7 separate regions of the Mus musculus genome follow, and regions 1, 2, 4, 5, 6 and 7 are each linked to region 3. The links are chromatin contacts, called in public HiChIP or PLAC-seq and promoter capture Hi-C maps. All regions are on one chromosome and are shown on one strand. Each heading gives the region's core, a stretch centred on a gene start, on an enhancer-like site or on the middle of the called end of the contact. The rest is flanking DNA. Distances are from core to core; before and after follow the strand shown. Region 1 holds the start of Yes1 (YES proto-oncogene 1, Src family tyrosine kinase). Region 2 holds the start of Nat8l (N-acetyltransferase 8-like). Region 3 holds the start of Uvssa (UV stimulated scaffold protein A). Region 4 holds the start of Rnf4 (ring finger protein 4). Region 5 holds the start of Nelfa (negative elongation factor complex member A, Whsc2). Region 6 holds the start of Ppp1cb (protein phosphatase 1 catalytic subunit beta). Region 7 holds the start of Pisd (phosphatidylserine decarboxylase).

Evidence for each region. Promoter capture Hi-C pulls out the DNA fragments that hold promoters and counts their contacts. HiChIP or PLAC-seq counts read pairs in DNA pulled down with a chosen protein or histone mark.
Region 1: a promoter capture Hi-C map of liver shows a contact between it and region 3, with 5 times the contacts expected there. The contact joins the promoter of Yes1 here to the promoter of Uvssa in region 3. A contact is called at or near these places in 2 of 39 promoter capture datasets (both in liver) and 1 of 115 datasets of contacts at active chromatin or transcription factors (memory CD8 T cells).
Region 2: an HNF4G HiChIP or PLAC-seq map of pancreatic cancer cells shows a contact between it and region 3. The contact joins the promoter of Nat8l here to the promoter of Uvssa in region 3. A contact is called at or near these places in 1 of 115 datasets of contacts at active chromatin or transcription factors (pancreatic cancer cells) and 1 of 9 other capture datasets (adipose tissue).
Region 4: an H3K4me3 HiChIP or PLAC-seq map of bone marrow-derived macrophages shows a contact between it and region 3, with 4 times the contacts expected there. The contact joins the promoter of Rnf4 here to the promoter of Uvssa in region 3. A contact is called at or near these places in 1 of 484 Hi-C or Micro-C datasets (CD4 T cells), 1 of 115 datasets of contacts at active chromatin or transcription factors (bone marrow-derived macrophages) and 1 of 9 other capture datasets (liver).
Region 5: a contact with region 3 is called in a promoter capture Hi-C map of embryonic stem cells, with 2.4 times the contacts expected there. The contact joins the promoter of Nelfa here to the promoter of Uvssa in region 3. A contact is called at or near these places in 4 of 39 promoter capture datasets (embryonic stem cells, erythroid cells, hippocampal neurons and 1 more), 4 of 484 Hi-C or Micro-C datasets (CD4 T cells, cortical neurons and muscle stem cells), 4 of 115 datasets of contacts at active chromatin or transcription factors (astrocytes, bone marrow-derived macrophages, memory CD8 T cells and 1 more) and 1 of 9 other capture datasets (adipose tissue).
Region 6: a contact with region 3 is called in a FOXA1 HiChIP or PLAC-seq map of pancreatic cancer cells. The contact joins the promoter of Ppp1cb here to the promoter of Uvssa in region 3. A contact is called at or near these places in 1 of 39 promoter capture datasets (erythroid cells), 3 of 484 Hi-C or Micro-C datasets (CD4 T cells and CD8 T cells) and 2 of 115 datasets of contacts at active chromatin or transcription factors (bone marrow-derived macrophages and pancreatic cancer cells).
Region 7: a contact with region 3 is called in a promoter capture Hi-C map of liver, with 2.9 times the contacts expected there. The contact joins the promoter of Pisd here to the promoter of Uvssa in region 3. A contact is called at or near these places in 2 of 39 promoter capture datasets (liver and neutrophils), 1 of 484 Hi-C or Micro-C datasets (CD4 T cells), 1 of 115 datasets of contacts at active chromatin or transcription factors (memory CD8 T cells) and 2 of 9 other capture datasets (adipose tissue and liver).

Annotation. Positions count from the first base shown.
Region 1 is chr5:32,609,557-32,612,713 of GRCm38.p6, reverse strand. Yes1 (YES proto-oncogene 1, Src family tyrosine kinase) reads right to left here and starts at 1,543. Exons shown (of 12, transcript NM_001205132.1): 1 at 1,339-1,543. It overlaps Gm10461 (collagen alpha-1(II) chain), which reads left to right. Exons shown (of 2, transcript XM_030254958.1): 2 at 662-3,157. The coding sequence ends at 1,490.
Region 2 is chr5:33,994,558-33,997,862 of GRCm38.p6, reverse strand. It overlaps Nat8l (N-acetyltransferase 8-like), which reads right to left and starts at 1,879. Exons shown (of 3, transcript NM_001001985.3): 1 at 653-1,879. The coding sequence starts at 1,019.
Region 3 is chr5:33,377,361-33,380,544 of GRCm38.p6, reverse strand. It overlaps Uvssa (UV stimulated scaffold protein A), which reads right to left and starts at 1,849. Exons shown (of 14, transcript NM_001081101.2): 1 at 1,543-1,849; 2 at 1,220-1,319. The coding sequence starts at 1,317.
Region 4 is chr5:34,334,170-34,337,588 of GRCm38.p6, reverse strand. Rnf4 (ring finger protein 4) reads right to left here and starts at 1,339. Exons shown (of 8, transcript NM_011278.5): 1 at 1,048-1,339. It also overlaps A830049F12Rik.
Region 5 is chr5:33,934,920-33,938,276 of GRCm38.p6, reverse strand. Nelfa (negative elongation factor complex member A, Whsc2) reads left to right here and starts at 2,006. Exons shown (of 11, transcript NM_011914.3): 1 at 2,006-2,251. The coding sequence starts at 2,042.
Region 6 is chr5:32,457,628-32,460,835 of GRCm38.p6, reverse strand. It overlaps Ppp1cb (protein phosphatase 1 catalytic subunit beta), which reads right to left and starts at 1,866. Exons shown (of 8, transcript NM_172707.3): 1 at 1,429-1,866. The coding sequence starts at 1,480.
Region 7 is chr5:32,783,728-32,786,959 of GRCm38.p6, reverse strand. Pisd (phosphatidylserine decarboxylase) reads left to right here and starts at 1,334. Exons shown (of 8, transcript NM_177298.3): 1 at 1,334-1,411. The coding sequence starts at 1,347.

The DNA.
Region 1 (3,157 bases), core at 294-2,793, 770 kb after region 3:
CTTCTCCCTCCCCTAAATTTAGGACCTACTGAAATGTCAACCAGCATCTACATTTTCACTGAGGTTTTGCTGGTATTCAAAAATAAGATATAGCTAAATGCATTTAGCAAGCGGAAAAAATTCCTGAAGAACAACTTTCCTACAGTTGTATTCTCTCTCATATATGTTGCATATAAGAACTTTGGCTTTTAATTTAACACTCCCTATCTGCCCACTCAAAATGTTTCTAGTCCACACCATTGTGCTGGTTAATAGAGGTAGCACACATTTGGCCTTAAATTGAGTCACACATGCACACTTAATAACATTTTCATTAGTGAGTAATTTAAATTTAGAAATTTAACAGGATGTTTAAACTCACTTTCAATTGCCAATTTTGGTCAGTAATTTTACACGAAATACATGAATATACCATACCGAAATATCCTGTGAAATCACATGTAAAAAACACAGCTGTGGAACACACAAGAGAGGTACAAAGTTATGTTTCAACTGCATACTTTTCGTTTATTTACTTTGATAACTGTCATTTCCACTGCTGTTCCAATCACTTATGCAAAGAATAACTACATCAAAACTACGCTATGCCCCATTCACAATCCCTATACCAGAAACGATATTCCCACTTTTTAAAAACAACTCTTTCTCAAGCCCAATAAAGCAAAAGCTGGAAGCAATTATCAAGAAGCAAAACACAAACAAAATTTTCGTTGACACAGGAGGACAGAGAACCGAACTCACGGGGAGGCGGAGTGGCAAGGCACTTAAAAGTGGCCGCTGATTGTAACACGTCCCAACACCCTCAAACCCAAACAAAGGAAAACTTTATAAACAGGTCGTGGTTTGCAATCAAACCAAGTACAACCCGCCGCTCACCCGCTCGCTCCACGAGTTCCACTCCTCGCTCCAGACAGTTGCTGCGGGCGTCCGGCGACACAGACCTCCAGCCGCTAGGACGAGAAGGGGCCGCTGCCCTACCCTCTGGTCCTCATTCGGGAGTGACCCCACGTCCTTTGGGGTGGAGGGTGCAGCGGCGGCACCACATAGGCTGGACCACTATCCGGACTCCCGCAGAATCGGGAAGTACTGGACAGGGCGGAGACCGAGGCACTGGGCAAGCAGGTAGTGAGCCCAGGAGACGAGACACTCACGCCCGCCAGCCAGACCGCGGGAGGGGAGAAGTTTCTCCTCAACTTCCAGACTCCGGGACCAGTAGGCGGACAGCGGCAGGGGCGGCGGCGCCTCGAGAAGCCCGGGAGCAGGAGGGTGGATGCCGAGGCCTAGAGCTGCCCGGTCCGGGTCAGCTGCCTACGTCGCGAGGCCACGCCGCGAGCTTACCTGAGTCCGGCCGCACTCGCACGGGTCGCCGCGGGGAGAAGGCGGCCGGCCGAGGTGGACGCCCGCGGGTCCCTCTCCCTTCTCCACCTCCAGGTCGCGGGGCGCCAGGAGGCAGCGACGGCGGCGCAGCCGGCCCGGGACGCTTTACTTGAGGAGGAGGGAACTCCCGGACGCCCGCACCCCGCGGCCTCCCTCTCTCCTCCTCTCGCCGCCGGCCCCGCCCCTCCGCTCCGGATCGCGCGCGGGGCGGGGGTTGCGGCTACCTGCGCGCGCCCGCTCACCGGAACTCGCGCTCTGCTGTCTGCTGGGAGCGCCTTCCGGCGCGGGAGCTCTGCGCGGGGTCCGCGGGCCGCTGGGAGGCCCGGCCGTGTCGTGCCTGCCGGCCCAACATGGCGCCAGGGGTCAGGCGTGCTCCCGAGGGGGCGTGAGGAGAAAGCAGCAGCGGCATGTGGTTCCCTGCCTTGCCCGCACGCCGACTACCGCAACGGGCGAAGCGGGGCTCCGCCTGGCTCACCGAAACACTGAGGGGTGTGGGGCTTTGTTTTCGGAGGGTGATCGGGGTTGGGGTTCTTTGGAGAAAGGTTGACTGTTCATTTCTCAGCTTTGTGCCTCCGCACCCTTTGTCACTGATAGTAAAATCACAGTCGAACCGCGTGAGCCATCAGGGCAGTGCTGACACCTTGGTTCTCGTCTGGCCGCAGAAGCTTCCTGTTGACTGTAGGTCGAACCAGCCTTGCCGCGCGAGTAGAACCGAACCTGAGTTGTGTTGGCAATTCTCCCAGGAATGGTGGCTCTCACTTAGAGTGGGACAGCATTGTATTTGATCCTCGTAATAGGGAACCCGGACAGGCACTGTGACTCTTCTTGACAGCTATGAAAGCTGACGTTTGGGCCCCTTGAAGTGAAGAAGTCAAGATGAAAGGTTTTTTGTTTGTTTTCCCTCCGAAGGCCTTGCATCGTTTTTTCTGCTTGCCTTGTAGAAAAAGGAAGGGTTTAGGAGGAACTGAGGTACAAGATTGAGAGGGTCAAAAGACAATCTAGAAGTACTCCTGCTAAAGGCACGTCTGCCTTATCACACTCTTAATTTCCCTTTTGTATTTCCTCTTTGGTGGGGTTATTCGAAGTATTAATGTGGGACTGTTGGTTTCCTTTGTGGTTTTCAGAGAAATTCAGCATCATCTTTGACATATCAACTCCGTCAGTAGTCTGGTACTTTAGCAACTTAAATGCACACAGCTTTAAAAAGTTTCTTCAGAGAAAGGAATGGGAATCCACATGAACAACTATGTGTGATGTAGCGCGGTGCTTTATTTTGCCATTGACTGGTGCATTAAGGGGTTTTTTTGTTTTGTTTTGTTTTTTTTTTTTTTTTGTTTTTTTGTTTTTTTGTTTTTCTCTGTATAGCTCTGGCTGTCCTGGAACCCACTTTGTAGACCAGGCTGGCCTCGAACTCAGAAATCCCCCTGCCTCTGCCTACCAAGTGCTAGGATTAAAGGCGTGCGCCACCACCGCCCAGCAAGTTTTTTCTTGAAACTAGAACGTTAGTTACTTGAGCTGTTGCCTTTCTAAACCTACAGATAAAATAGAAATATATTTGTGACCCTAAACTCTCCCAATTTAAAAGACAACAAACAAAAACCCTCTCAATGTTAGTCTAACCTGTTTTGAATTTGTTTTATATTTTATTTTGTTTTACTTTGCTTGCTTTTTTGAGACAGAGTCTTGTGTAGCCCAGGATAGCTTTGAACTTGCTGTGTAGCTGAGGATGATTTTTGAGCCCCTCCTTCTCCTGTCTCTACCTCCCAGTTTCTGGGGTTAC
Region 2 (3,305 bases), core at 630-3,129, 620 kb before region 3:
AGGAGGAAAAAAACGCACAAGAGCAAAAGTTGTCTCCTCCGAATGACCTTGGGTGAGTCGCCTCAAGCTCCTCATCTGCAGAATGGGATGGCATGGAATGGGAGGGGGTGTGCTTCAGACAGCAGAGGGTATCCTCCCTGTATCCCTGGCTCTGGCGAACAGTCTCCCTGGCTCCCCGCGGAGCTGGCTGTCTTCCCGTCATAAATTAGCACTTGAGCCTCAGGCGGCCTCCCCCGCCCAAAGATTATATATATAGTTGTCGCGCCGGGCCGCAGCTGCAGCGCTACCTGCCCTGTCACGCCGCCCCCACCCGGGATGCCCCGCGACGGAAAGAACGGGCGCCGCGGACTGAGTTGCCAACCCTGTGTTTCCCAGTCCGCAGCGCCCTGCACTCAGCCCGCGCTGGTTCCCACGCCCGGCCCAGGAGCCTTGGCCGAAAGCCCGGAGCGCTGCGCCGCTGGTGCAAGCGGGTCTCCTCCCAACCGGTCCAGCGTACCGACGCGGCACCGGGGCTCCGAGATGGGAACCCAGAAGGAAGGCAAAGAGAGTCAAGCGCGACGGTCCCCGGAGGGGTCCGCTGGACCCGCTGGAGCCGGGCCGGTGCGGGACTGCCGCAGCCCCGCCGGCCCCCCGCCCCCCGCGGCGCACTGACCGGCCAGCAGGGCGTAGAGCAGTTGGGTGCGCGGGTGCTGCCGCAGGCCGCGGAAAGCCGTGTTGGGGATGCGCTCCAAGATGCCGTCGTAGAAGATGCGGCGCGCCGCCTCCTGCTCGGCTGCGCGGAACTCGCGGATGCACACGCCGCGCCCCTCCGGCGGCCCCGCGCCCCCGGTGCCTCCGTGGGGCTGGGGACCTGCCGCGGGTGGGGGTGCGGCGGCCGGCCCGGGCGCGGCGGGCAGCGGGGGCCACATGGCTCCGGCGGCGACGAGCAGCGCGTCCTTCTTGGCCCCCGGCAGTGCCTCATGGTCCTCCGTAGCCACGATCTTCGTCTCGCAGACCATGTCGGGAGGCCCACAATGCATGCACCCGGCCGGGCGGCGCAGCGCGAGGACGCGAGCCGGCGGCAGCGGGCAGAGCCCGAGCCCAGGGCAAGGGCGCGGCGCCCTCGGACCCGCGGCGGCAGCGGCGGCGGCAGCGGCTCAGGGGCGCAGGGCGGAGGCGGCGGGCGGCCGGGGCGCGCGCAGGGAGCTGCGCCGCATTTTGGAGAAGTATTTATAATGCAGCGGCGCCGGTGCAGTCGCGGCGCCCGGGGTCCCGCAGGGTCCTAGCGTCCACTGCATTGGCTGCCGAGGGTCACCATGTGATCTCGGGGGTGGGAGCAGACGCCGCCTCTGCGCCCGCCCGATGGCACACTTGGGCTGCGTGGCTGGCGGACCGCGGGAGCACGGAGGGGCCGAACGGAGAGCGTGCGAGGAAGTGGTCCTCAGTGAACGACAGCAGGGACAGGGTGCTCAGAGAGGCGCTGCGTAAGGGGCTTGAGGCTCGCCAGGAGGTCGGAGAGTGATGGACGCCTCCTACCCCGCCCCTGAGCTCCCGCAAAGCTGCCGCTGCGCTCGGACCTGCGTTCCTGCAGCAAAGCGTCCTCTTCTTCCGCGGCCGCTGGCAGTAATCACGGAAGTGTCTCCATCTCCCACCCCTTTGTCTGTACGCGGCGCCCGGCCGAAGTCCTCGTGAGGGGCCCCGTGTTCCTTTGGCAGGCGCCCTCCGAGCCCGCGGCCGGGGCCGAACGGACTGAGAGAGTGAGGACGCGGCTGAAATGTGGTTTGATGCACGCGCTGCCTGACAGCCGAACCCCACCCCACTCCAATCTGACACCCGACCGTTCCCGGCAGCGGACCTGCGGAATTGCAGGACCCCTCCCGGCTCGGCCCCCGCCTTCCGCGGTCCGCGCATGCGCCCCGTGGCCTTGGTGCAGGTGCAGCGGGGGCTCGCTTCAGAGCCGCGGTCTCACAGTCCCCCGGAGCAAGACGTGCAGACGCAGCAGACAGGGCGCGCATGGAGTGGGGAATGCGTAGTGGCATATCCACTTTCCTAGGTCACGGGAATGGGCACCCCCAAAGCCGAATCATCCTCGTGCTCGCGGAGACCCTCTCCGGGCCGGAGGACCCTCAGTCTGCGTTATGCCGCACCATTGTTGGAGCCAGCAGAACGGCTAAGGTCACCTAGAGACTGAAGGGGCCTGTCTCGCAAATGGAACCTGGGAGTAGGGTAATCAAACAGCCAGGGTTGTCAGCACAAGGGGACTGAGAAGGAGAGGGTCAGGCTAGAGAGGATTTTCCTCACTGTTTTCGAGACACGGGGGCGGGGGAGTGGGACTTATCTGGGTCCCAGAGGCGACCTTCCTGGACACTGATGCTAAATCTCTCAATATTTCAAAGGAACTCACTGATAGTATCTGAACAGGCCGGGGCACCGACTAGCCACATTGACTTCTCCTGAGTCCCGAGGTTGGCTGGGTGGTCTGCAGGACCAGTGCCGGCCTGTAAGGGCTGAGGACAGTCAGGCAGAAGGGCCCCGAGGAAAGTGAGGCTGAGCATTGAGGACCCATCTGGTGGAGCCAAGAAGTTCTGACTCAGGACCCTAGGTTTGCGGGTCACTGAAGCCTGTAAGCCTTAGAAGCAACAAAATGGTCCGGTGCCTATAGGGTATCTCTCCACACCCCTGACCAGAGTTGCTCCTTCGTCTTTCTGCACCTCCGGGCCTAGGGGATTTGCAAGACTCACATCAGCGCGACCAGAATCCCCCTCAGTTCTGCAGAGCACCCATTCCCTGGTCTGCCTAACCATTCCTTCCATTGCCCCGGTCCTCCTATAATCATTTGCCCACCCCGCCCCCGCCCCCATGGCCATGATGGTGGCCTGCGCTATAACCAACACATCGGAACCGTCTGAAAGCGTGAAGGGGCCAAGACTGGAGCCCAGGGTCTTGGAGACTTAAAGATACTACCCTAGGAGTTGCGCAGACAGCAGGACAATCCATGGCCCTGTTTAGCCCTGTTCCTCCTTCCTGTCGTGGGGCGCCCTCTGCCGTTCTCCCTTAGGCCATTCCTGGGTGGCATCAAGGTCCTCTTTAATAAAGCAGCAGCCTAGAGCCACTCTACCTCTCCCGAGCTCCCCACGATGGCTTACACACTCCTCTGCCTGGGTGTGTAGGAAGACTCAGGAGACCCAGCTTGGCTTCCTCACATCCTGCAGCTGAATGCACCTTCCAGGAGCCTAGAAGTGCCTGCCTACAGCCTGGCAGGGGTAAAGACGTCTATCAAGATTTCAGAGACAGAGTGGGGACGGGTGCCCTGGACCCTACACCTG
Region 3 (3,184 bases), core at 600-3,099:
GGTTTTTCTGGGGTGTACAGCTAAACCAGGCCCAGAATTATTGCAATGTGAATACTCTACCACTTCAGAAAGAATCATTTAAGTTCTCTCATTTTATAAACAAAGGCTCATTAGTGACCAAGGCAATGAAGGAATTTTGCTTCTTAACCAAATAAGACTGCCTTGAGTAGCAAGGCAGGGAGCATCACAGTGCTTCCTTCCGAGGGATTAATAAGGATGAGAACGACTACTTTAAAGATTGGGTCCGGGCTGGAGAGATGGCTCAGCGGGTAAGAACACTGACCACTCTTCTGAGGTTCTGAGTTCAAATCTCTGCCACCACATGGCGGATCACAACCATCTGTTATAAGATCTGACGTCCTCTTCTGGTGTCTGAAGACAACTACAGTGTACTTATGTATAAAAATAAATGAATCTTTTAAAAAAATATTGGGTTCTATGATGGTACATGCCTATGACCCCAAAGGAACACTTAAGTGGAAGCAGGAAGATCAGAAATTCACAGCCAGCCTTAGCTACATAGTAAAGAGGTTAACCTGGGCTACATGAGAATCTGTCAGAGAGAGAGAGAGAGAGAGAGAGAGAGAGAGAGAGAGAAGAAGAAGAAGAAGAAGGAGGAGGAGGAGGAGGAGGAGGAGGAGGAGGAGGAGGAGGGAGAGGAGGAGGAGAAGGAGAAATAATAATAATAATAATAATAATAATAATAATGATGATGATGATGATAATAATAGGTAGCTCAGTGGTACAGTTTGCTTGGGGACAGCATGCTTGGGGCTCCTGAGCATCCCTGGGGGTGGGGCGGGGGTGGGGAGGCCAGAGCCACTGACCCAATCATGAACTCTTTACTCCAACGGAAAAGAAGAGGATCTACTTTTACTGACATAGTGTGATAGCTTTATACCTTACAGAAATCGTCAGAGGCACCAAGTTCAGAGTTTGCGCGACATTCTGGACCCAGGTACACCAGGATTACAGCCCCAGAAATCCTTTAGTGGTTCCTGAGACAAGGCCTTACTATGTAGCCCAAGCTGCGGGGAACTCATGCTACTCCCAACTCTACCTCACAACAGGCAAATGCCACCATGCCCTGGTGATCAGATAATTCCTTCCTAGGTAGTGAATGCAGGAGGTGGCAGAGGTGTACAAGAGGGCAGAGGGTCCACAATCTCCACGGTGTGGGTGCTCAGGGGACATTGGCACATTTAGCCTCAATACATACTTGCAAATTTTCTTCAGTTCCTTCATTTTCTGAGCATTGAGTTGGGATTCTCCTGAAGTTGTGAGCTCCTCTATCAACTGTGAAAGTTTCTGATCCATATCTAGAAACAAGGGACGCGGAGATGCTGAGTTAACATACAATAAATACTTCACGGTCTTAGTTTTAAGTTTATGGGGGACTCCAAATACTGGGGATTACGGCAAAGGCCCTAGGGTGTCTCTGTAGGTTGTCTCCCAGGCGAAGAAGGCTAGCCACCACATTCCCACGGAAGGCCATCAAGCCCTTCGGTGATAATTAGCTAAGGTTTTAAAGATGAGACTAACTCCGGCAGTCTTCGGTCAGCTGTGTGGGTGACGTTACCGCGGGCTAAGGGGAAATGTCACTAAATTTTAAGCAAACTGGCCGCACAAGAAACTCGCTCTCTGCAAGCGACAGTCTCTGGACAACTGCGGGGGCGACTGATCCGACCCTGCGGGCCGAGAATCTGACCAGCCACGACCCTCAGTCCGCCGCACTCGCTGCCTCAGGAGACGTAGTACCAGCGTCCCTCAGCCCCGGTGACACGGCCCGCAGGATGCAGCAGCTTGTTTCGCCCACCCCTTCCGGTGTAGACAGAGCTCTCTCTGTTACAGGCCCCAGAGAGCAGCGGGCACACACTCGCGAAGACCCGCGGCGCAGGAGCGGAAGTCACCGCGACGCGCCCGCTCTGGTCCAGTCCCTTTCAGATGAGGCAGCCACCCGTCTCCGTCATTTGCCTGGAGCGGCTCCACAGCGCAGGCGCGAGGACGCGGCAACGCGGTGACGCAACGCTCCTCCAGGGGGCGGGGCAGATCGAGAAGAACTAAGCGCGAGAAAAAGGAGGCGGGAGGGCCCGGCAAGTTCTTAAAGGGGCGGTGGCTTTGGGTCAGGAGTATGAGACTGAGGTGCAGAAAGAAGTTTTGATCTGGGGATCAGTTCTCTGGCCACCAGGAGGCTCGCGGCCTATGTACAGCCTCTGTATATCTGCTAAGAAAGCTCAGAAGGGAATCTGGGCGCAAGTCCGGTTGGGAAGGGTCGGCCCGCCTCCCTGACCGGGTCAGTTGTCCACCCCAGGACAGGCTATGGTGGGAGGCACCGTTGCAAGGCTGCCCTGGGGTAGTGGTGGTTGCACTGATTGGATGTTTTAAAATGTCAGTTCAGTCTCAACGTAGATGATTGTAGAAGATATGTCAGCTCTCGGCTAGAGCTGCTTGCTCCCTTCCTACAGCTTCACAGTGTTCAGGACTCTGGCCTCTACCAACCTCACGCTGCTTCAGCCCAACTCTTGAACGCACAGACCCCGGATACTGCCGCCTTAGCCGGCTCACAACTCGCTCTGCCTTTCCGCTGTCAGCTCCTGCTTCGCTTAGCAAAGGAGAAGCATACACCGGTCTCCCTGTGTATCCGGTTTGGGGTTCGGGTCTGCACCCATAGAGCGGGCATTCAGCCAGTTTGTGTGTCCTGCAGGACGGTCTTGAGCTTCTGGACTAGACTGTTAAAAGCATGGTGTGCCTACTGTCCCACCCACTTACCTACCCTTCCCTGAATCCGGGTCAGTGAACAAAGTCAACTGGACTCCCCCGACACGTCCGTCCCCTCCCCCCCCCTCCCCCGTTCATTTGTGTTGTGTTCAATATGTGAGGATCTGGCAACTCAACTTGTGATGTTTGGAATCTGAGCTCTTCCCACCACCTCTTGGCAGGTCCCAGTCCTCATACACTCGTGAGATTGATCGTGGACTGTAGTTTCTCATTTTACATGCACAGATTGCCCCCACCCATCCCACCCCCAAAATTTAAAGAGAATGAAATGTCTTTAAGATATTATTACATTTTTTTTTATTGGGGGGTTAGAAGGTGGGACCCTCCCTAGTATGATCAGGACAATTTCTGAGAGGTGGTTCTCTCCACCATGTGGGTTCCACTACTCAAACGGAAGTTGCCAGGC
Region 4 (3,419 bases), core at 90-2,589, 960 kb before region 3:
TCTTCAAAGTACTTAGTAAGCAAGACAACTTTCCACTCATTTCACATCGAACTCACAGGCAAACCGGGACGCAAGTGTTTTCTCCAACCATTAAAAAGAAAAAGCACCAGGTGTGTGTGGGGTCTGGGCTGGAGAGAGGTTCCCTCTCACCATTGTCAGGAACAAGAGTCAATCTGCAGGCTGAAAGACCTCAGACTACCTCAGCCTTTGTGAACCTCGGGCTCCCCCAATTACTTGGGCAACCTAAACTAAACGGCAGACCGAAAAACTGAAGCTTAAAACGCCCAGGGGTAAAGTTTAAAAAAACAAAAAGCAGGAACGCCCATATCTGGACTCCTCCCCCGCCCTAATCAAAATGTGGACAATGGCGTCCACTGCGAACAATGTTAAAGGTTAAGTTTCCTATCCCTGTGTACAGATGTGGCCCTGAGGGAAGGGCCCGAGCAGGCACCGGGCTAAGGATGGAGGTCGCAATCGCCCGCTTGACTAACCATAGATAGAACCAAAAGTGGCTCCTGGAAGCCCAAACCCCATTCAGCTCCAAAGCCCGCAAGCGTCCTCGGCACTCTCGCAACTTAGATACGGCCCGCCACGCGGCCCGGGTGCCCCAGCAAACTCGCAGGCCTCCGGAAGGCGGGGCGGCGACGCGACCACACAAAGGCTGCGTCATCAGCAAGGAACAAAAACCTCGCTCAGGTTCTCTGCAATCCGCCCGCCCGGCCCCGAGAGTGACCTTGGGCGACCCCCAACCCTCGCCGAGCCTCAGTTTCCCTTCCTACTTGGCGAAAGAGGTTCTCCGGCCAGGCCGCGGGTTGGCGAGCGGATACCCCCACACAAGACATTTCCCTACTTCCGACGACGGCGCCGCTCCATGTTCCGACAACCGCGTGCTCTCCGGGAAAGAGGCGGCAGAGGGCCCAAGCCGGAGAAGCGCGGTTCTGCGAGAGGCGGGCGGCCACCAACCCCAGTGCGGGCCGAGAGGCCGCCCGCGCTCCACGCCCGCACCGCCCTGCCCCGCCGCTTCCATGCTGCGGAGCCCAGCCTTACTTGGAGCTGGGGTTTGCTGCCAGACGCCTCGGCTGATGAGCTCGGGCAAGGACGTACCGACTCCAGCCGCCGCTGAGGAGACCCGTTCAAGCAAGCCTCCACCGCCTCACGAAGACCCACTTCCGCTCGTCCGGCACCGGCCCGCCCTTCTCAGCCCTTATTGGCCTCTCCCGCCTTTTCTCCCGTGCTCTACCGGTTTAGGAGGATAAATTGCAATTTTATTGGGTGAGAAAACCATCTATTACCACTTTGAAATACACCTTCTTCCGGTCACGCCCCCCGCCTGCTTGCGGGAGCTTCCACTTCCCGCGAGAGTGCCGCCAGTCGCGCTCCTCCCACGAGAACTTGGCGGTGTCGTTGCTGAGGCGCGTCGCGAGCTTGCCCGCTGGGTGTTTGACTTTTCGTTTGGCTTCTGACCTGGTATACGGTGGCCCTTACGGCTGCATCTAGCCCTAAACCATAATCCGTACCCTTCTCCGTCTCCTCGGTCGTTAATGAGGCGTACCAGAGACTCGCCCAAGGCCCCAATTTTCTGCTGATCCACAGGCAACCAGGCCGGGATTCGCACCATAAGTGCCAGGCTCTTAGGCATGTCGGTCCCCGGACTCTCCCTCGCAGGAATCCCATCATCTGGACAGGGGGCTCACCTATACGTTTGGGAGGCCTACCTGGAGGAAGCTTGAGGACTAGACGAAAGAGAACGTCCAGTTAGACATTGTGTGTGCTAAAGGCGGGGGAAGGTAGAGCTGGGCATGCCCAGGAGTCTGCGGGTTAGCTGCCCAAGTGTGTCGGGGCAGAGGCGAGAAAGGCAGGACTCAGAACACAAGTCCCATGGAATGCAAAGAACGGCCTCGGGCAAGACCAGGGCCTGGAATTGGGTCTTAGGACATCTCATGTTACAGAATCTCTCTTACCTGAATCTGAAAACCAGTATAATAACTTTAGGCAAGTCTCAGTCCATTCACACCTATTACAGGTTATCCATTTTACCTACTTCTGCCGGTTAATAAGAATGTGAGTGCTAACAGGTAATACAAGTCCTGCTGCTCCTGGGCTAGGTGGAGGGATGGGTTTAGCAACTGGAAAATGATCTATCCATAGATAAATAGCAACTAGAAAGAAATAGATGAGGACCCTCAGACTACTTGAGCAGATGATTTGAAGGTTATCCTAAATGTGGTTGAATTGCTTCTGTGGGGATATAGATCCTGGAAGATTGATTAACATGGCGAAGCAGATCAAAACCCGACCGTTAATATTTTCCATATTACAATCTCTGACGTTTTATGGAATTATAAGAGAACTTAGGATAAAGTGTGTATGATAAATACATACCTGACTCCAGTGTAAAATGTGTTTTGATGTTTTGGGCATGCTTTCCAAATGTTATAAATAGGAATAAAGAGAACTTACATTTGTAAGAAAAATGTAGGTATTTCTTATAATTTTTTGAATACTTAAATCAGGTGAGACCAAAACAGGAATATATACCCTTATAGGTTAAAGGTTCTGTTTGCAGTTAAACAGTTAAATATTTCTTGCCAGGAAGTAGTGGCCCACACCTTTAATCCCAGCAGAGATTAAACTCAGGAGGCAGAGGCAGGCAGATCTCTAAGTCTGAGGCTAGCCTGATAGGCTAGTTCCAGGACAGTCAAGGCTATACAGAAACACTGACTCAAAAAACACCAAAAAAAGCGAGCAGTGGTGGCGCCTTTAATCCCAGCACTCAGGAGGCAGAGGCAGACAGATTTCTGAGTTCCAGGCCAGCCTGGTCTACAAAGTGAGTTCCAGGACAGCCAGGGCTATAACAGAGAAACCCTGTCTCAAAAAACAAACAAACCACCAAAAAAGTTTATTTGTCCTAAGTTAAGTCCTTGCAAGTTAAAGTTTCTATTTGTAATTAGTAAGTTTCTGTTTGTCCTATGCAAGTTAAGGTTTCTGTTTGTATTTAATAAGTTCCTGTTTGTTCTGTGTTACATCCTTGCAAATTAAGGTTTCTATTTGTTTCTATTTGTAATTACTAAGTTCCTGTTTTAGATCTGCTCTGAACTGCTTGCAACCTCATTCATATGATGTATATCCTTACCCTTCTTCTTCCCTTTAAAGGTCTTTCATCCCTCTGTTTGAGGATGTTGGAATCCCTGGAGCTGGAATTACAGTTGTGAGCAGTCAGTTCAAATCTTTCCAACTCTCATTGTATCTAACAGGGTTTAACAGTCAACTCTCTTGCCTCTGAACACCGTATCTCTCCCATAAAGGGACATTCAAGAGGCCAGCAGAGGCTGCTTTCTCAAATCCTGCAACAGCTGGCTTGCCAGTCCCTGGCACACCTTGAAGGAATACCCAGAAGAGCAGGGGTTCTCTTTTTACCT
Region 5 (3,357 bases), core at 757-3,256, 560 kb before region 3:
GTATACCCCAGCAAAACACCATCCAGCATAACTGAATTTCCAAAGAACCCTCAAGTTTCCACTTCATTTTTGTAGACAGGCTTCCTTCATGTAGCCTTGGCTGTCCTGGGACTTTTTCTGTAGACCTGTCTTGCCTCAAACCTTACTGACTCTGCCTCCTGAGTGCTAGGATTAAAGATGTGTACCACCACACCTGGCAATTATGTGTAGTGGCAATTTTCAGAATTCTGATATTTTGCTTTCTTTAAAAAACACAGAAATATTATGTTTTTGTCTTAATATTAAGTGTGGGGATATGGGGCTGCTTTGTAGCAGCTGACTGATTAGCAGAGCCATGGTTTTGCCAGCTGCAGATAGTTTCTGTGTTTGTGTGGCATTTGAAATTCTGGGAATTTTTCAGAGGGTATATAAATGCTAGAGCCCTGATAAGTGGAGTTGGTGATTGTTAGCCATTGGGAGCAGGGGGAGGGGATTGTGGTTTGTTAGTAGCGGTGCTCAAAGAAGAAACTAGATTCAGGGATCTCTCTCTCTCTCCTCCTCCTCTATCCTTCCTTCTCTATCTAATGATAGAGGGTGAAATGGATGGGAGGATGAAGGGTGGGAAAAAGAACCCACAAAGTAGCAAAAACCTACTTCAAGGATGAGCAACATTTTTTTTTTCCAAGACAGGGTTTCTCTGTGTAGCCCTGGATGTCCTGGAATTCACTCTGTAGACCCGGCTGGCCTCGAACTCAGAAATCCACCTACCTCTTCATCCCAAGTGCTGGGATTAAAGGTGTGTGCCACCACCACCAGGCAAGTCTGAGTAACTTAAAGTGTCAGGAAAGACCACTCCACTACAGCTGTCACCAAATGCTGGATACCTGAGGCTCCCAGTCCCTTGAATCAGGCAATTCCACAGTCTCTTCTGTCAATAGTTGTTAATATAACCATGGGAAGTGGCCTAGTGAGTCTTATGCCTTTCCAAGTTTCCTCAGGCTTGTACATTTAATTACCATGCTAAGTCTTAAGAGCTGCTCTCCCCTCTTCATGAAATATTTCAATTAGGAGAAAACAATTTACATTTAGTTATATATTTTCATTCTGTGGCTCAAAATGGACTCAAACCCTCCTATCTGAGCTCAAATTCCAGGAATTACAGACATGAACCACCACTCCCAGGATACTTAGTGTTTTAAGAGATTCGTTTCACTATTTTGCACAGGATGGCCTCTACCTCCTCGGCCCAACCGATCCTTTTCAATCTCCTAAATATCTGTGACCAGAGTCGTGCCCTACTGCCACTTTTGCTGACACTGCCTTGTGAGTGGCCTAGGGCTTTAATCCCAGTACTTGGGAGGCAGAGGTAAGTGGATCTCGGAATTTGAGGCCAGCTTGGTCTACAGAGTGAGTTCGAAGGATGGACAGAACTACACTGTCAAGTTCTGATAAAGAGAGACACTACAGGGTGAATTTAGGCTTCTCAGCAGCTGTGGAGGATCAGCCTTTGAAAGACCGTACTCTGAACTACTTTGCAATTGCCCTGATGATTAACCACAGCCATCGCGACCACATAACCATGGGAAATGGCCTAGTGACATCCCCGACACGGAACGGACCTGTATGCGGACCTGAGGCAGCACTGTATGCAGGACGGGCAAGGGCCATTCAAGACTGTCTGTGGAGAACGAGCCCAGCGCGCTCTCCGGACTCCTTCCAATGAGCCGCACACCGGGAAACCAAACTGTTGCGCCTCACTGCGGTACTCTGAGCGGAACATCTCGACGACACACGGATGCGACTCAAATGGCTACGGCATTGCCCGGCGCCCTAGTAGGTGCCGCCATCATGCGTTACGGAAACCCAGAGTTCTTTTCGCGGAGACTCACCGCCCACTCCCTGTTCTTGCGCCTCGGCTCGAAGCCTCCAGAAGGCGGGGCCATTTGCAGTTGCACTCGAGACCCCGCCCCGCGCCAACGGGTGCCGCCATGTTGGGGGTCCTCGCCGGGGACACGTAGGCGTCCGCGTAAGATGCCGGCCGACGCGCGCTGCCGCCGCCAAGATGGCTTCCATGAGGGAGAGTGACACCGGCCTGTGGCTGCACAACAAGCTGGGCGCCACGGACGAGCTGTGGGCGCCACCCAGCATCGCGTCCCTGCTCACCGCCGCGGTCATCGATAACATCCGCCTCTGCTTCCACCGCCTCTCCTCGGCCGTGAAGCTCAAGCTACTGCTCGGGACGCTGCATCTCCCGCGCCGCACCGTGGACGAGGTGAGGACGCGGGCCAGCCTCTCTCCGGCCGGAGCACCGCTCCTGCCTCCCGCCGGCTCCGGCGCCGCACCTTGCCCTTCTCCCGCCGGCCGCGCGCAGCTCCGTTTTGGCGCCGTTAGCCCCTACACCTTAGTACTTCCAGCCGCTGGGCGCTGTCGCGTTCGGGGGTCGTGGGGCCATGGCCACAACAGCCAGGCCCGCCCCTTCCGCAGTGCTGGATGCTTCAGCTCCGAAGCTACTCTTGGTTCGGGGCTGTTAGTGCAACTTTCCATGTGACTGCTGACCTTAATTTTGTTGCTTTTGCCTTACCAAATATCAGTCGGCTTGCGTTCATCTCTATTCTGTGGCGTTTTGTTTTGTTTTTGTTTTTTGAGACAGGGTTTCTCTGTATAGCTCTGGCTGTCCTGGAACTCACATTGTAGACCAGGCTGGCCTTGAACTCAGAAATCCGCCTGCCTCTGCCTCCTGGGATTAAAGGCGTGCGCCACCACGCCCGGCTATTCTGTGGCTTCTTTTCAGTGTACTCTTGTTCCACATTGCATCTCTCTAACTTATACTATGCTTTGCAAATACATACGCAAATAATATATGTATAGTTTCACTGTGTAGCCCAGGTTGATCTCATACTTGGTATCCTCCAGTCTCAATCTCTGGAGGTCTGGGCCACTACATCTGATAGCAGCTAAAAACACCGAGTTACCTTAGTTTTTAAACATTTCCAGTTATTGTATTATTTTTATATCATTAATTTTTATTGCTGCACTATACCATATACACAAAACTGCATATTTATTCGGTTTAAAAAATACTGAGAGCTAGCTAAATGACTCCTGTTATCTCCACACATGAAAACAAGGCTGGTCCCTCCAAAGCACCTCCATTCCTCTTTCCTGCAGGAGGCTTTTTTTTTTTTTTTTTGGTTTTATTTTGGCAGGGTTATCAATCGTGTGTGCATTCCTAGCACACACGAGTATTTGGGGTTTGCCTCATTTGAATTTAATACGGCAACAGGTTTCCACGTTATATTCATTTTCCGTGTGGTGTGGGTGTGTCTTCTGTTGGTAAACACCTGGACAGATTCATCCAAGTTGTTGCAGACAGTTTGA
Region 6 (3,208 bases), core at 617-3,116, 920 kb after region 3:
TAAAATTTAGATTATATGAAAACAGTGGTGGGCTTAAATTCCCCTTCTCCGAAGAGTAACAAGATATAAAGATTTAAAATAACTATATTTCCCTAATAGAGCCAGCCATGTACTACAAGCATAAATTTTTTTTAACTAAACAAATTTCTCACAGACCCAGCAAGATGTTTCTATCAATTAAAGACCACAAAATCCCAAGCAGTAAACACAGCAAGCACCAGGGGGCCTCCCAGGAATAACTTGATACTAAAGGAGAAGGTAAATAAGAAAGAGTTCCTGGTAAAAGTTCTGCCTTTTTCTCAGCCTTAAGGCTGCTGGAAAGCTTTTACATCTGGAGCATATAAACAGAGTTGTTTTGTTGTTGTTGTTGTTTTAAACAGAGAATAAATACTTCGTACTTTAACTAGTTAAAGAAAAGTCACCCCTCTCCACGCTCTTTGGTAAAATTCCAAACACAAACAGCTTCGCTGTAGTAAACACACGCATTCATTAGGAGGCTGACAAAAAGGACTCTTAACCACTCAAAAACGCAATTCTTTTTTACACACTCCACAATTAGTGACGACGCAAATTTTATAGCGTAAAAGGGTTCTTTTGACCAAGACCCGCCTTTAACTTCGAACAGTATCCCCCAACGGACCAATACATTTAACTACTGGCCTCTCCATCTCCTCTTTTCTCCTTATGTTCCCACCAACACAAAACTAATCGATAAAAGCATAAGAACCCGGAACTTCAAATGCTGAGAACACTTGTAAAATACCTTTTAAGCTCAAGAGATTATTCACAACAGACATTTGCTAAGTTTGTGCAGAAATTAAACTCGGCTCAAACATGTTTAAAAAAAAAAAAAAGCCCCCAAATCAACCCCTTCAGCACATGTATCCGGGCGTTTCGTATTTCTAACGGACGTCTTTAACCTGATTCAGGATTTTTACTGTTTTTTTATACTCCAGATAATAAATGGTAAACTAGTCATCGTATCCTCTCCCTAATTCTTTCTAGAGCATCCAGTAAAATGCAAACGATCCGAGAGCCTTACTGGGAAGGTTTTATGTAAAATTCACTACCGGAACGACCATCGGAGGCTGCCAAGGGCAACGCACAAAGAGAACCGAGAAATACACATTCCACGGACACACAAAGCCCAGCGGCAGGCATCCTCGCCCCTTCTTCGGAACGGTCTGCAGAGGCCAGCACAGCGGCCAAGCGGAGCCCGGCCGCCTCTCGGGAAGACTGTACCAGCCGATGGGCCTCCGGCCTCGCTCGGCCCGGCCTCCCCGCCTGCCCGCCCGCCAGCCCGCGCTCCTGGCCTCCTGGGGCACCCGGCCCGCCCGCCCGCCCGCCCGCCTGCCCTCCTCTCCGACCTCAGCTCGAGCGGGAAGGGCCCCGCGGCCGGGTGGGGAGACGAGCCGGCGCCGCACTCACCCTCCAGCAGGCGGGTGATGAGGCTGTCCACGTTCAGCTCCCCGTCCGCCATCTTGTCGGCACCAGACTCTCCTCCCTAAAGCGTTAACAGGGCTTCTCGGCGGCGGCGGCGGCTCGGCGTTCTCACCTACGAGTCACGCGGCGTTTCGACCCCGGCTCCAACTCCCCCCGGGCGCGGGCCCTCCCCCCACCCCCTCCCCGCCGAGCAGCGACAGCGCGCGCACACGCTGGCGGCGCCCACTGGAAATAAATAAATAAACAAGCAGGCCCCCAGGAACCGGGCCGCGTCAGGAACCGGGCCGCGTCAGACCCCAGCCGCCACCGCCTCCTCCACCTCCTCCTCGGCACCGCCCAGCTCCGCAAAGCTCGGCAGCGCCACGGACAGCCCCGCCCTCAGCGTCACTCCCTCCCCTCCGCCCTTGCGGGCCGCCTAGCCGCGCCGAACTGCGCGCACGCGCGCCACGTCCCCTTCCTGCCTCTCCAGCTCCCCGCCCTCCCCTCCGCGGTTGCTAACGCGCAGGAGCGATTCCCTCTCTCAGGCGTTCCACTGCAACGAACAGTCGCCACTACGCAGGCGCAGGGCGGAGCCTGCCTTGCTTGTGAACGCAGAGCCGGCGTAGGCTGGAATGACCTTCCTTCCCTGCTCCCCAGGGCCTGGTGGTTCCGCAGAGTTAACTATTGCGTTCTTCCCGCCTTGCTTTTCTTTTCTAGGTTTCAGTCACTGGTTTTCAAAACAATTGCTCGTATTTCCGCTAACCCGGAAACGTGGGTTTCAGTTGCCTATGTTGGAAACCCAGGTGTGCTGGAGATAAGAGACTTCTCTGTTGAAAAAGATTGACATTGCAGATCAAGGGCTCTGTATCACATCACCAGAGTCGCTGATTCGCCAGGTGACCCTAGAAGAAACAGGATTCAAAGTGGGCCTCAGTCAACAGCAATAAGATTTTACACGCTCCCGACATCTCCATACACTCAGGATACCACTTTTCTATAGTTCTTTTCTGTTCATTGATTTCTTATATTGCTTAATTCTCTTATCTTGTGATTTTTAAACATTTCTCTACTGCACTCGGTTCCTAGAGGATAAAAATCACATTTACCGGGCATAAGAGACCTGTAATCCCTACAACTGGGAGATGGAGGCAGAAGATCCAGAAGCCCAAGGTCATCTTCAGCTACATAATAAATGCTTGCAGTTGGGATAAATTAAAAACAAATACAGGGACTGAAGAGATGATTCAGAGGTTAGGAGCACTGCCTGTTTTTTTGCAGAGGACATGGGTTCAATTCCCAGCACCCACATGGTTACAACTATCTATCTGTAATTTTGATTCTGATAAAAATAAAATAAAAAGAAAAGGACATGATTGCTTCTAGGTATGATGAAGAAAAAGGTTTATTAGAGATAAATGGGAGAACATAGTTGGGAGGAAAGACATCTGGGAATATTCAGAGCGAGCATGACTCTGAGGGGGAGGGAAAGAGAAGATTAGGGCAGGGAGTGTGCATGCCATACATACCCTGTAACAGGTAGGAATGGCTGAGAGAACCTGGGTCCAGTAACCACTTTCACATGTTAAATAAGTACCTCTGTCATTTGTCCCAGGTTTGAGACCTAACAGTTCCAGGGCATCTGATGCCCTCTCGGTCCTCTCTATGGGCACTATACATAGTACACAAACATACATGCAGACAAAGCACTCATATGCATAAAAATACTTTTTAAAAGTAAAGAAGGAAATAGAAAAAAAAAAAAGGAAACCAAGCATGGGAAAGATCA
Region 7 (3,232 bases), core at 85-2,584, 590 kb after region 3:
TCCTTTTAAAAAAGGTATATACAGTATATTTATAACATGTTTTCTAAAGAATTGAAAAAAAATAGTGTTATATAAAACTAGGGTTTTTGTTTTGTTTTGTTTTGTTTTGTTAAAACAGGGTCTAGGTAGCCCAGGCTGGCCTGGAATTCAGGACACTCCAAAATACTGGGATTCCAGTGTTATTTTGAAATAACTCACCTCAATCATTTGAATTACAACACTCAATTCCATACCAAAATTATGTTGTGTGTGTTTCTTTTCCAGGCTCTGGAAAAGTATGACAAAGGGAGGTGTTTGCCTTGAATTACCAAACTTGTGACTTCTTAGGTTCTCTCTCTCTCTCTCTTTTTTTTTTTTTTTTTTTTTTTTTTTTTTTTTTTTGGTTTTTCGAGACATGGTTTCTCTGTGTAGCCCTGGCTGTCCTGGAACTCACTTTGTAGACCAGGGTGGCCTGGAACTCAGAAATCCTCCTGCCTCTGCCTCCTGAGTGCTGGGATTAGAGGGGTGTGCCACCAAGCCCGGTTTAGGTTCTCTTTAGTGGCTGGTTTTGCTGTAAGTGAATTTAAGTAACTATCCAGAATTAATCTAAAGCACTAATTAGCTTATCCGTTTGGTGTTTACTAGAAGAAAAATCAGGGCTGCCTTCCTTCAGTTTTTGCATTCAGGTTCAACCATTTTTCTAGGGCCTTAAAAGGGGGGCGGGGTGTTCAGATCATGGGTTTTGACACCAATGATGTAGAAATACTGGATTTTCTATTATTATACAATTTGCGAGCCCTTTGTGGGGTTAATGTGCCCTTGAGAAAGTTGCTTATCCTCGCAGACCTTTAAAATGGTAATAATATCCAAGGGCTGGCTGCGGGTCTCCAGCGCTTAGGAAAAAAAACAAAAACAAAAACAAAACTGTTATGTACCACTGAAAAATTCGTTTTCCCCTCATAACTGGAAAGTACAGGAGAAAGCACCATCACCGGGAGCCTAGTTTAACAGCTTTCCATATTTCTTACATAAACCCCTCGCCTCTGGAGCCCCATCAATGAGATAAGAATAGACACCCCGTTCCAAGGGATCCAACGCCTTCTTCTGGCCGCCGAGGGCGCCAGCATCCTTGTGCCATGCACACATCGTGACTGAGCACAAGGTGGCTCAGATTTTTCGGGCACAGGAGCGGCTGTCCCATCGCCCCGGCGCGCCTGCCCACACACTCCGCGGGGGTGGGCCCGGCAGAGGCGGAGCCGTACGCAGAAGCTTCCGGGCCCAGCCTTTCACGTTCCTGATTGGCCCGGTGACGACAAGGGCGTGCGTCCGAAGGCGGAAGGGGGCGTGTCCGCTCAGGAGGAGGCGAGATGGCGGCGTCTGGGGGCCGCGCGTGTGTGCGCTCGCTTCGTGGAGGTGTGCTGTGGCGGAGCAGGTATGGCCGGGCGGGAGGCTGCTGGGGTAGGGATCAGCACAGACCAAGCCAGGCTCTGAGAGCGAAGCCAGTTCTCGTCGCCGGCTCGCCGCGAGTAGGTCTGACAGGAAGGACACGGAGCCACCTTTCGGCTTCAGAACAGGTGCTACAAGCCACCGCGTGGACCGTGAAATGGGTGTGGCCTAAAGGCTGGGTGAAAGTGCACAGGGACAACCAAACCCACCATATTCTGCTGCCCGCTGGTCTCTAGAGTGGAAGCAGAGTCGATCTCCTTTTCACGGGTGTTTGCCTTCCTACCAGGCTGGTGTAACCTGGAAGAGCACGGCACGGCAAAGCGACCTTCACTTGGGGTTCTAAAGCTTTGAGGCGAAAGAATTAGGTTTCTTTATCTGAAAAGTCTGTGGTGGAATTGTGGTCCTTATCCTGCTGACCCCAAACGTCTGGGTTACTTAAGTTCCTAGGCAGCTAGAAGTGGGAGAGCGACATGAGGCATCTATTGTGACTGTTCATTTGGCTTTTTGTCTGCTCCAGACAGTTTCATTAGGTAACCCAGGCTGGCCTCGAAATCACAGCTATCCCCCTGCCTCAGCCTCCCAAGTGCTTCCAAAAAGCCGAGATTACTGGCATGTTTCAGCTGTTTATTCTTTTTTGAAGGGTAGGAGGGGAGAAGAGGAGAGAGTTCTTAACCCAAATGAGAGAGAAGAAACAGTTCTCAACTTGGCTGAGTTACTTAATAGCCTACATACTTATTTCTTTTTGGCAAAGACTACTTCTACCTTTTTACACCGTGTGTGTGTATGCATATGGGTGGTTGCAGGTGTCCATAGGACCATCAAGAGTCTCCTGGAATTGGAGGAATTACAGGTGGTTGAGAGCCATCTGACATGTATGCTGGGAACCAAACTCTGGTACTTTTTTTTTTTTTTTTTTTTTTTTTTTGGTTTTTTGAGACAGAGTTTCTCTGTGTACCCCTGGCTGTCCTGGAACTCATTCTGTAGACCAGGCTGGCCTCGAACTCAGAAATCTGCCTGCCTCTGCCTCCCAAGTGCTGGGATTGAAGGCTTTACCACACCTGGCTCAACTCTGGTTCTCTTAACTGCTGAACCATCTCTACACCACCAACATTGCTCAATTTTTAAAATGTGTGTGTGTGTGTAAATATTTTGCCAGCATGTATGTCTGTGTGTGCCCTGGTACCCATGGAGGCCAGAAGAAAACATTCTAGCTTAATTGGTGACCTTTAGGCTAGTGATGGACCCTGTATCAAAGAACAAGATGCACGCCTTTAATCTCAGCACTCAGGAGGCAGAAGCAGGTGAATCTCTCTGGATTCAAGACCAGCCTGGTCTACATAGTGACTGCCAGCCAGCCAGAAATATATACTCAGACCCCATATCAAAGCAAAACAACAATAAAGAAAAAACCATAAAACATAACAAACCTAACAAGTTTTTGTATGGTTCATGGGGAATGGCCCCCAAAGTTGTCCTCTGACCTCCCCATTCACATGCATAAACACTACCCACATTCATTATTTAATTTACTGATTAATTAATTTGCAATTAGCCTTATACTTAAGGAACTTACAGTTTAATAGACAAGGGTAATATTTTAATATCAAGTACAGTGTTGGATAAAGCTTTTCAAGAGACCTACCAGTTCAGCTTTAGAACTCTCCTAGCTTTTGAAAGAAGGAGAGAGAAGTAAGGACTATAGGTAAAATGTTAGGACCCATGGTGATATTAAAAATGTGTTACAGGGCTAGCGAGGTTGCTCAGTGGTTAAGAGCATTTGCTGCTCTTCAGGGGAATTGGAGGTACA